Regions from separate parts of the Mus musculus genome. Here region 1 is linked to region 2. A link is a contact called in public promoter capture Hi-C data. All regions are on one chromosome and are shown on one strand. Each heading gives the region's core, a stretch centred on a gene start, on an enhancer-like site or on the middle of the called end of the contact. The rest is flanking DNA. Distances are from core to core; before and after follow the strand shown.

What was found. Promoter capture Hi-C pulls out the DNA fragments that hold promoters and counts their contacts.
Region 1: a contact with region 2 is called in a promoter capture Hi-C map of liver, with 2.3 times the contacts expected there. The contact joins the enhancer-like site here to the promoter of Il12b in region 2. A contact is called at or near these places in 9 of 39 promoter capture datasets (3T3-L1-derived adipocytes, HPC-7-derived erythroid cells, embryonic stem cells and 4 more), 1 of 484 Hi-C or Micro-C datasets (Sertoli cells) and 1 of 9 other capture datasets (embryonic stem cells).

What each region holds. Positions count from the first base shown.
Region 1 is chr11:43,926,168-43,931,236 of GRCm38.p6, reverse strand. No RefSeq gene overlaps it. Among named protein-coding and RNA genes, the nearest start is that of Gm12153, 30 kb to the left of the region's middle. Within about 2 kb of position 1,901, at least 52 of the 459 cell types and tissues checked have an H3K27ac peak or open chromatin away from gene starts, as enhancers often do. A contact at or near this core is called in Sertoli cells and liver, where this site is marked.
Region 2 is chr11:44,398,330-44,403,713 of GRCm38.p6, reverse strand. It overlaps Il12b (interleukin 12b), which reads right to left and starts at 3,651. Exons shown (of 8, transcript NM_001303244.1): 1 at 3,596-3,651.

The sequences.
Region 1 (5,069 bases), core at 652-3,151, 470 kb after region 2:
GAGCACTTGGAGGCAAAAGCAGACCTAGCTCATCTACAGAGCTAATTCCAGGATACCCAAAGCTTCCCAATGAAAACCTATCTGTAAAAAAACAAAAACAAACAAAACAAAAGATTCCATCGGGAGGCAGAGGCAGGCAGATTTCTGAGTTCGAGGCCAGCCTGGTCTACAAAGTGAGTTCCAGGACAGCCAGAGCTATACAGAGAACCCTGTCTAGAAAAAAAAAAAAAGATTCCAGACCATTTGTAGGGTGAGGAGGCTGCTTCTGCTGACAGGAGTCCTTGAAGTGAAAAGGCCAAGCCACCTCCTTGCCATCCAGACAAGTCATTTACACTTCTTTCCCTGCCTACACCCAAGTCTCAGCCACCTGCCACCTACCAAACGCTTATGAGGTGAGGTGAATGGGTAGGATGAGATCCTAGCTAAGAGAGGAGCCTTTCAAGGGATTAAGAAGCAGTAGGTGGACATCTGAGAGGCCACTGTGAAAGCTGGACTCAGAGACTCTCCTCCCAGTCATGATGTCCCCCCCTCTTATTTGCCTCTCCTGCTTTAAGGCTGACTTTCGTGACCCTGATGGTGTAACTGCTTCTACCTTTACAGGGAATTAAATTCAGACTAACTGGGTGATGATAAATGTCTCCATCCACTTTCCATTCCCATAATGCCAGAAGCTAGGTACTTTACAAAGAAAAAGAGGTGTACTTAGCACGCAATTCTAGAGGATGAGAGCTTACAACTGGATGGCCCATCTCTTCGAGCCCTGAGGAAGGGCTTCTGGCTATGTCCAACACAGCAGATGGGAGGAGAATGTGTGAGAGACCATGAGTATTGAGAGAGGGAGCAAAGCCCTGGAGAAGGGCCAGGCTCTCTAACAGAGCTTCTCTAATAAGACCTGATGCACAACTGTAGGGCAGCATTGATCCATTTGTGGGTTGAGCTCCTCTTAAGGGTTCTATATCCTTGATGGTACCATACTGGGGACTAAGCTTCCAGACCATAAATATGTTGCAGCAAATCCTCTCCTATCCATAGCATTAAAGATGAAGGGTTCAAGGGCAAGATTCCTATAACAGATGGGTGGTGAACCATGAATACAGTTAGCCCTCCTGGGATTGGGCTACTGAAGAGAAAGGTCCTCAGCCCCTCTTCTCATCTAATCAAACCAAAAGGATTTCCTCATCCCTGGAAACAGAAGGGAGTGTCCCTCTCTTATCAGCCCCTCCAAGGTCCACGGAATACCAAGAAAGAGGGAATTGAAAGAATCTAAGAGACAGAGGAAGGAATGTTGTGGAATGCTGCCCTCTGGACAGGATGTGGCCACTGCACATGAAAATACTCAGCTTCTGTAATTATCTGTGTAAGACCCATACATGACTTGTCCCATCAATATTCCTTTATGAAAGAATGAAGACCTCCCAAGGCTCCACCCCTCCGTGGGGTGATACAGGCAGTTAGTGGTTGCTGGAGTGACGAAGAGTTATGCTCTTCGGTGGCGTTAGCCACTAACAAGATAAAGTGCTCCTGTAAATAACCCCTACCTGTGCTCTTGTAAGAAACTGTACAAACGAGCCCCTGCCCACCCAGCTTGTAAGCCACAGCATGCAGATGCCAAGCCAAGAGATGAACATGAGACTCCAGCCTGTCAACAGAAGCATAGTCATAGACTTTCACATCTGAGCTTCTGACCAGAAAGCATTCACCTGAGCTCCGCTGTTATCACCAGCAGCTTCCGGCCCTCCCAGGGAGATCGGCCCATCCCACTCTGGCTGTTGCCCTTGGTTGAACCTCAGGAGACTGGGAGGAGTTATTTTCTTAGCCGATCTGCAACAGCCCTGCTGGCTCCTACCTCAAAGGCAAAGATTCCTCCTCTAGTTTGTTGGCACTGGTTTGTGCCAAGGATCCAGAGAGAGGACAGGCTCTGGCCTCCCATGGGCCTCTGCCAGGCATGTGAGTCAGGACCGGGCTGTAGTCAGAGGAGCCATTGTGACAGAGATGTGGAACTCAGTCCATGGTGTCCTCTCAGGTCAGGTATCTCCTCACCAAGAATCTGCACAGGGCCCTGAGGTGCGATAAGCAGGGAATATGCAGAGACTTCACTTCTTCTTGTCCTACACGGAAATAAGAAAGCCAGGAGACAGAATACCAATGTTTATCTGGACTGTCAACAAAAGGTTATGAGCAAAGGAGTAACTGGGGGAAACACATAGCTTTACAGGGACAAATACTAACAGCATAGCCTTCTGGAACTGTCCTAGATGCTCTAGGGTATAAAAGAGTCATGTTGGAGTCTCCCCATTGTACAGATACTGCCCAGGTGAAAGAGTCAAGCTATACAGTGAGCTGTGTTCATTTTATGCTCACTTACTGGGCACTTACTCCCTGGGAATCATTGTTCTGGGACAACTTACAAACTGCTCCTGCACACACAGGGGCTACCTGCTCAGGAGCTGCGGCAGTATCTTACCAAAAGAAGAGTAGGTCCAAATGAGTGTAAAGGGCTATGGCTTGCAAGGGAAGGAACTTCTAGGAATGGAGATGGAAGATGTCAAGAAGTTTGCTGTGCAAACTCAGAGAGCACTGTGGGTAGAACAATCGGTGCTGCCAGGAAGGAGAGATGGGTGCCTCCCATTCCAGTCCCACTTCCTTTTCTTTCTTTCTTTCTTTCTTTCTTTCTTTCTTTCTTTCTTTCTTCCTTTCTTTCTTTCTTTCTTTCTTCCTTTCCTTCCTTCCTTCCTTCCTTCCTTCCTTCCTTCCTTCCTTCCTTCCTTCCTTTCTTTCTTTTTTGATTATTTTTTATTAGATATTTTCTTTATATACATTTCAAGTGCTATCCCAAAAGTTCTCTATACCTTCCCCCTGCCCTGCTCCCCTACCTTTAAGCACCTTCCTCACTTGAAGCAAAAATTTTGCCATCTGTAATACAACTAAGATGCTAGCAGTGTAGGTCTCAGGAGGAGCAGGGAATGGAAATGATAAGGGAACAGAAGCCTAATGTGTGGCACCATGCTCACATGAGCTGAACAAAAACCTGTATCCACACCACTTTTAGGGAATGAAGTCGTGGGACACAGGGGCAAACCATTACCAGGTACCCAAGAAGAAAAAGAATCTACAGCTTTTTACTGTCTGGCTGTGAAGCAAGGTGGACCGAGAGGCAAGCCCAGAATTGGAACTTGACTCTGCCTGGCATCCAGTACCTGTACACTTAAACTCACTCCCAGCTCTGCCTCAGTCTTCACAACCACAGAATGGACCAAATGTTGGAGCTGGGCATGCCTCAGATGTGACATGCAACAAGAGCAAAGGAAATGTGACAGAAATAGTGTCACACAGAGGCCCACAGATTATTTCTTGTACTCTTGTGATTTGAACTAAGCATTGGACTGAATCCCCAATAAAGAGGAGGAAACCTAGGTCATATCTATTCTTCAGGTGGCCTTCCAAAGTTCTAACCTGACTCTAAACCTGACTGTGCCCCCATACCTCTTGGGGACATCGTTAAATGCAGTCTGGCTCAGGAGGACTGGAGTGTGCCCAAAGGAGAGTGCTACTGGGTCACAGAACACCCTCTGTGTGGCCAGGCTCTCCGAAGGCCACAAAAGCCAAGTGGTTACATAACCCAGAGCAGGCTGGTAGAGAGAAGCTCACAGGGAGAGGTGGGCCCTGCAAGTGGGTTCAGGATACACAGCTGTGGGCCTAATGATAAGCCTTGTGGGTGTCGGGTGTTGTCTAAATCCTATCATACTTATATTTCCCGAAATGTTCCTAAATGATGGATGTATTTTTGTCTTGGTTTCACAGATTACCAAAAAAAAAAAAAAAAAAAAAAAGCTACGGTCCAAAGAGATTGCATCACTTGCCCAGTGTTACACACCGTGCTATCCACAAGCCTCCAGTGTCAGAGCTGAACCCAGGGCAGATGACAGTGATACATGGTGCATTCCTGGACCAGCTGCCCCTCTAATCCCACAGCAGAGGGACACCCCCTGACACAGCACACTCTGAAGCTTGCTGAGAGCTGAGTCATTTAATGGCAGTGGCTTTAGGAGCCAGTCTCCAGCCTCACTGGCTCCTGCCGCACACAATATTTCTCTCCTTTCCGCACTCTGAACAGCTACATCCAATGTCTTTCTTTCACATTTCACAGGGTTTAAAAGCCTGGATTCTGATCTCAGCTTCACTGTCTATAAGTTGCTTAGCTTTGAAAGACTCCGCTTCTCCAATCTATCTTCTGGGCATAATCAGTATAGAGTCTATAGTGGGAAGGTTTTCTTTTTTCTCTTATATACAGTTTCATGCAGCCCATGCTGGCCTCAAACTCACTACGCAGCCAAAGATAACCTTGAACTTCCACTCCCCCTGCCTCTACCTCCAAGTTCTGACATATACTGGAAGGTACCACCTTGCCTGGTATATTCCGCACTGGGGATTGAACCTAGGACTTTGTGCATATTAGCCAAGCACTCCACTCACCATAGCTACATCCCCAGCCCTGGGAAGAATTACTGTGAAAATGGAGGTTGAGCATGTTCTCTGCTGGTTCGTCTTGCCCCTAGCACAGAATCACTATAGATGTGATTATTGAGGTAAAAATCAGGCTCCCAGCCTGTGCAGTGATTCAGCCACTGGGCTCGGTGGTGTGAATGACTCCACTTCTAGCAAGAGGTTTTCAGGCTATTGCACCTGCCAGCATGCATATACACTGCTCCCATAGAAAAATGGAAACCGAGTTACAGGAATGGGGGGCATAATCGCACATCAGGGAAGCATTTTGCACAAACAAATGTTGCATCAACTTTCATGGCTCTGGCCCCAGGCTGGCTATGAGTCAGACTCGCAGCCCCATCTTCAAGCTAGTGGTTGTCCTGAGGCTTAGACCTACTCATTCCCCTCCTACCTGCCATCTCCTGCCACTGCCCTGCATTCCCCAAGGAGCCAGGGATGAAAGAGAGATGCCTGTGAGCAACTGCCATGCTGGCCCGCCAGCATTCGTTAATGCTATTAAAAGATACCCCAAGTCATTACTGTGGCATTGTGGGACTCCGCTGATTGCAGCTAATCTCTGGTTC
Region 2 (5,384 bases), core at 2,402-4,901:
GGTCAGAGGACAACTTTTGGGAGTTGACTGTCTCCTTTCACTCTGGGTTCAGGGTTCAAACCCAGGTCACCAGGCTTGTGCAGAAGTAATGTGACCTGCTGAACTGTCTTCCTGATATCCACAATCATCTCCTCCCTCCCTCTTCTTAAGACAGACTTTCAGCCTTCGTTGTCCTGGAACTCTATGTAGATAAGGCTGACCCCAAACTCACAGGGATCCACCTGCCTCTGCTTCCTGAGTGCTGGGATTAAAGGCGAGAGCCACCACACCCATCTTATTTATTTTTTTTTAAGGTTCAGAAACATAAACTTAGAGATGACCGTGGCTTCCCAGGTCCACAGTCATCAGATATTTCCTTAGTTATGATTGTAATATTAACATAATACCCAAAGAGCTTTGAACAGAATGGGAAAGTACTGCCATGCTGCCAGTATGGACGAGAACAGTGTCACTGGGCATCCGAATCACCCTGCTGTGCAGTAGGCACTGGGATGCCCCAGGCTAGAGGACCAGCTTAGGTGTGGGAAAGGTGACACAGGGTAAACTTTCAAGTTCTGACAAGGACCTGTAGTGGATTAGGTTTTTTTAAACCTAGGCAGAGATTACTCCAAATTCTAAAATAATTCTCTCCCTCACAACAAAATGCAGCATTTCTTAAGCTTGGGTGTGTGTATAACCTGGGTTCACGGAGACTGTTGGGTCTCAGCCCAGAACAGAGTGTCTGACTTAACATGTCTTGGAGGTGCTGAAAGCTGATGTTATGATCCATTGAACACATTGTGAGGGCAAATGTGCTAGCTAGGTTTGAGAGTCCAGAACTCCTAAAATTCAAGGTGTTCTTTGGCAGAAGACTGTACCATATTGATTAACCTATCATGAAATAGATAAGTCAGTAACCATCCTGTATTGTAACCCAGTCTAGATTAACACCAGGGCAACACAAACCTTTAGACTGTAAAGATTATACCTCACTCATAAATGTGGTTGAGATAATCAGTGTAGATTACTAATTCCCTTCAGAAATACTTTTCATCTATCCTGGAGGGTGCCACCGCCCGTCAGGAACAAGATTTGAGAGACCACAGTCTAACCCATATGAATTAAGGCTTAAATGTTATAGGCAAATGCCTTAAAAATAAACAGGCCTTGGTCAGAAATCACGACCTTTGAGAGAACAGAAGTACTGCTAACCTCTTGAGGGCCCTGCTATGATTTCTTTTTCATGACAGAGACAGGACTAGGAGTCAGGACATGTCTAGGTCCAAATTATCATATAGTCAAGACAAGTACAAGCTGAAATGGTGCTGGTTGCTACATTCATAGGCTTGGAGTCAAGCAGACATGGACTTGGATTCTGGCCCTACTACTCAGTAGCTGTTTGGTGTTGGTTTAGTTCCTCTGAGCCCGACTGCCTTCATATAAAAAGACATAAGGCTTATGTGATCTTCAAGAGCTATTGGGCATGCAGTGAGATGACATTGTATAATACCTTGCACTAGTAAAAAGCTAAGGAAAAAAATTGAAATTCTTTCTGTTTTGTGCACACTGGGTTGAAAAATAAAAATCTGCCAGGCTGTAGAGAGAAATGCCCAGAGAAGGTGATGCAATTATACACGGCTGTGAAACCCAGATGGTAGGACTCTGGGCAGGGAAAAAAGGCAGAGATTCCTGGCATCTCCTGGTGATCTCTTCATATGCTCTCAACACAGGGATTTCCCCTTTGGCTACATGCCAAGCATTTCCTCTGTCAGCCTCAGATGCACTTGAGCATCACACGTGAACCATATTTCAGGCTGAAGGGAGCCCTGGCAATGGTCCAAGGAACAATCTTCATTTCGGCATCACCTACATCTTAGATCATAGAAGACCAGCAGAGGGTGGAGATGATGGCAGGTCGCCTCTTAATCAAATCTGCACAAGCAAAAAAGTGTGCAGTATGTAGCCAGGCTTTGGCTTTCAGGCTGATTGGCAGATGCTGGGCTTTGTTTCCCTCTCACTCCACAATTCTTCCATATGCTATGTTTTAACAATTCTTTTTTGTTTGTTTGTTTGTTTGTTTGTTTTCATTAGTTTTCTTAAGTCCTGAAAGTCTTGTGCAAAGAGCACAGGAACCCTGGGCTGGATACTCTAGCTCCCTAGAGCATGCAAATGCTTCCAAACATTGCTGCCAGCGGGTGCCTGAGTGGACATCCCTTTTGCAAGTTTCATTCTGTTATTCTTTAATTTAAAAGAGAAATGATATGTAAAAATAAAAATGCCCAGAAACAACAATGCACAGTACAGATGGCGTGGCTGTCAGGGATGGCAAGGAGGGCACGGGCAAAGGGCCTTGGTTCTACAGCCAAACAGACCTCAGTCTGCCACTTGTTAGTTATGTGACCTTGACAAGTTGTGTTGACTTTGTCAAGCCTGTACTCCTAGATTAAAAATAACTCTGTCAGGTTAGGAGTTCATGAAATGATCCACAGAAAGTGCCAGCTTGAGCCCCAAATGAAAACAGGACCCCAAATAGCTACTCTTCCCCTTCAGCATCGCTGAAATGACAATCATTTGATTACGTCTTTAATGTCTGTCCCCCCTTTCCCATACCGAGGTGTGTGACAGAGGTCATATCTGTCTAGTCTTATATCCAGAATCTAGCCTAGAGAGAGTCCATGGATTGTTGGTGCAATAATCACAGTATTTCAGATCTCAGCAAAATGAATTCTTGGGGGTGACCTAACTTCATCTTGAAATGCCTTGCTTGAACAAACGGAGCCCCCAGCTGAGGCTCAGTGATCCCTGGGTGAAAGCAAGATGTCACCCTGCCCCATCACCCTGCCCCATCTGGTGCTCATGATTTCACCTGGGCAAGCAGAGGAAGCCAACCCATGAAGATTAGCCTTCCCTTTCTCACAGATTTTAGAACCCTTTAGGAAATAGTTTGGAACATGCCTTGGGCTTTCCAGTTTTGAAGAGGTGGCAAAGTTAGTTAAAATCCAAAGGAACCCCCAAACCCAGCTCTCCACTTTGATTATCATAGCTGATTCTAAAGGCCATCACAGGTAGGACATTCAGTGATGAGCTTAGGCTTGAAGGGGTACATGAAAGGCTTTTTTTTTTTTTAAGTTTCACTCTTAAGGCAAGAACAGAATTTTAACAACACTCCTTAACACATATGCATTAATACTTAAGAAAATGCACATAGTATATGTGTCTATATAGACAAAGCAAACCTTTCTATCAAATACACATCTGTCCACAATGCTTGGCACATATTATTAGTAGCTCAATTTTTTGAGACTCTCTCAAACTCATTACACAGCTGAATCTGGCCTTAAACTCCTGTGCATTCTGTTTCCTGCCTCCCAGATTTGGAGATTACAGGTGTGCGCCATCACATCTGTAATTAGCTGACTTTTTAAATGACTATTTGAAGCCCCTGTCGTCAAAGCCCCTGGTTTCCACCAGCGGGGAAAGCCATCCGAGATGCTCCCAGAATCCACTTACCCCACTCCCACGCTGCCTGGTTCAGGGGTAGCCTGTCCCCTGGAGTCTGAATCTGGACAGCCTCTAGATGCAGGGAGTTAGCGACAGGGAAGAGGAGAGAACTTACCTTGCTTTGCTGCGAGCTGCCTGGTCTGATGTGCCTGGACACCCACTGTTCCTTCTGCTGCCTTGGCTGCTCCTGGTGCTTATATACTCTACTCCTACAGAACTTTCTGATGGAAACCCAAAGTAGAAACTGACTAGTCTCAATTGCAACACTGAAAACTAGTGTCAAAACATTCTGGGGGAATTTTAAGAAGTTCCTCCCTCCCCCCCTTGCCTCCCTGAGTGCATCTATCATACAGAGGGAATATAGACGTCGAAATCCCAGGTTAAGAGGAAATGACTTCGGGGTGTGGAAAAAGGAAGGAGGCAGAGATACTAATTTCTGTTTACATCATGCCTAAGGTGAATAGAGGCGGCAATGGCTAACCTCTCCCGATTCCACAGACTGCAGAAAAAGGAAGGACTTGCCCCAAACCGAGTTCATGGTTCATGCCACAATCAAATAAGTAGGTGTTACAGGCCCAAAGAATAAAGGGCCTAGTGTATCTGGGCCACCTTTCCCCATGTTTTCTTGTTAGCATCTAAATTCAGAAGGTATTACCTCCTGTTTGGCTCCACGTACCCCCTACCTCATACCTATGTTGTCTGTATCCAGGGACAGCTCTGGGGAGGTGAATAACTAATAAAAGTCATAGTGTTTTGAGGGCGTCTCTTATGCTTATAGGTCCTTACTCATGGATTGATAGCAGCATGAACTGAGCTAGACATAGGCAAGCGTACAGATGATTCAAAGGTCACTCTTTTGGGTACCCATACTATATTCTCACTTCAGTAATAACGTGTCTGTGGTCCTATAAACCCTTTGTAGTTTCTCTTCTTGAGGAGTTTAAAATTGCAAAGAGGTGTGCAATCCTGTAAGTTGATGTTACCTCCCTTCCTCATCCGTGCTCAGAAATATTAGCTCTTCTTGCACATCCAGTTCGCATACAGATGAGAGCCACTCTCAGAGCCGCCGATAGAGGGCGCGAAGCGAGGACATCCTCGCGGTTGGGACGCAAGGGACACAACCCGCCGCTTCTCCATTCCTGTCCCTGGCCTGGGTTCCCGCCTCCTGGGAAGTTCCTAGGGCTGAGGTTGGACCCTGTCAGGTTTCGGGCGGTGTAGATTTCCGGCCTAACTTTCTTCCAAGTGTCAGTCTGCCTGGGGCGCGGGGAGGGGGAGAGAACTGCGGAGCTTCCCAGCCACACACTTCCTCACTCCAGCAGCCCAGCTGCAATCCCTCTTTGGTCCTGATCGGCTTCAAACTGAGGGTGGAGACATCAGTCACAGCAAGCTAGCTAGTGGCATCCCTGTACTCCTAGGCTTCGAGTGAAACTGGTTTTGCATACAAGATCATTCTTAAGTGAACAAAGTAGGTTTCGTTGCATAGTGAAATAGCAGTAAAAAATAATGTGCTAGTTTTAGGGGATCTCTGAGGACAGCCATAATCTCTGTGACTAAGATTGCTGGTCACACTGACCCTACATGCAAAGCTCATGGTTACCTCTGCCCATCTCTCCCAAGGACAGATCGGGAGTTCGTTAGAGCACCATCTTTGGCCTCTCGAGGAACTGGATCTTGACAAGGTACATAACTCCTCTTAGCCTCACTGCTGCAGTGCAGGGTTGTAAATGTCCCCTGAGCTGAGACAAGCTGTGACAACATACATGCAAAGCTCATGCAAATGTCCCCTGAGCTTAGACAAGCTATCATTATGAGCCACAAGAAAGCGATTTCATGAGGAAAACCGAACAAAGCAATATGGGGCCGAAGAATAGCTCCATGGGCTTATTTGGAGCTGGAGGGAAGGC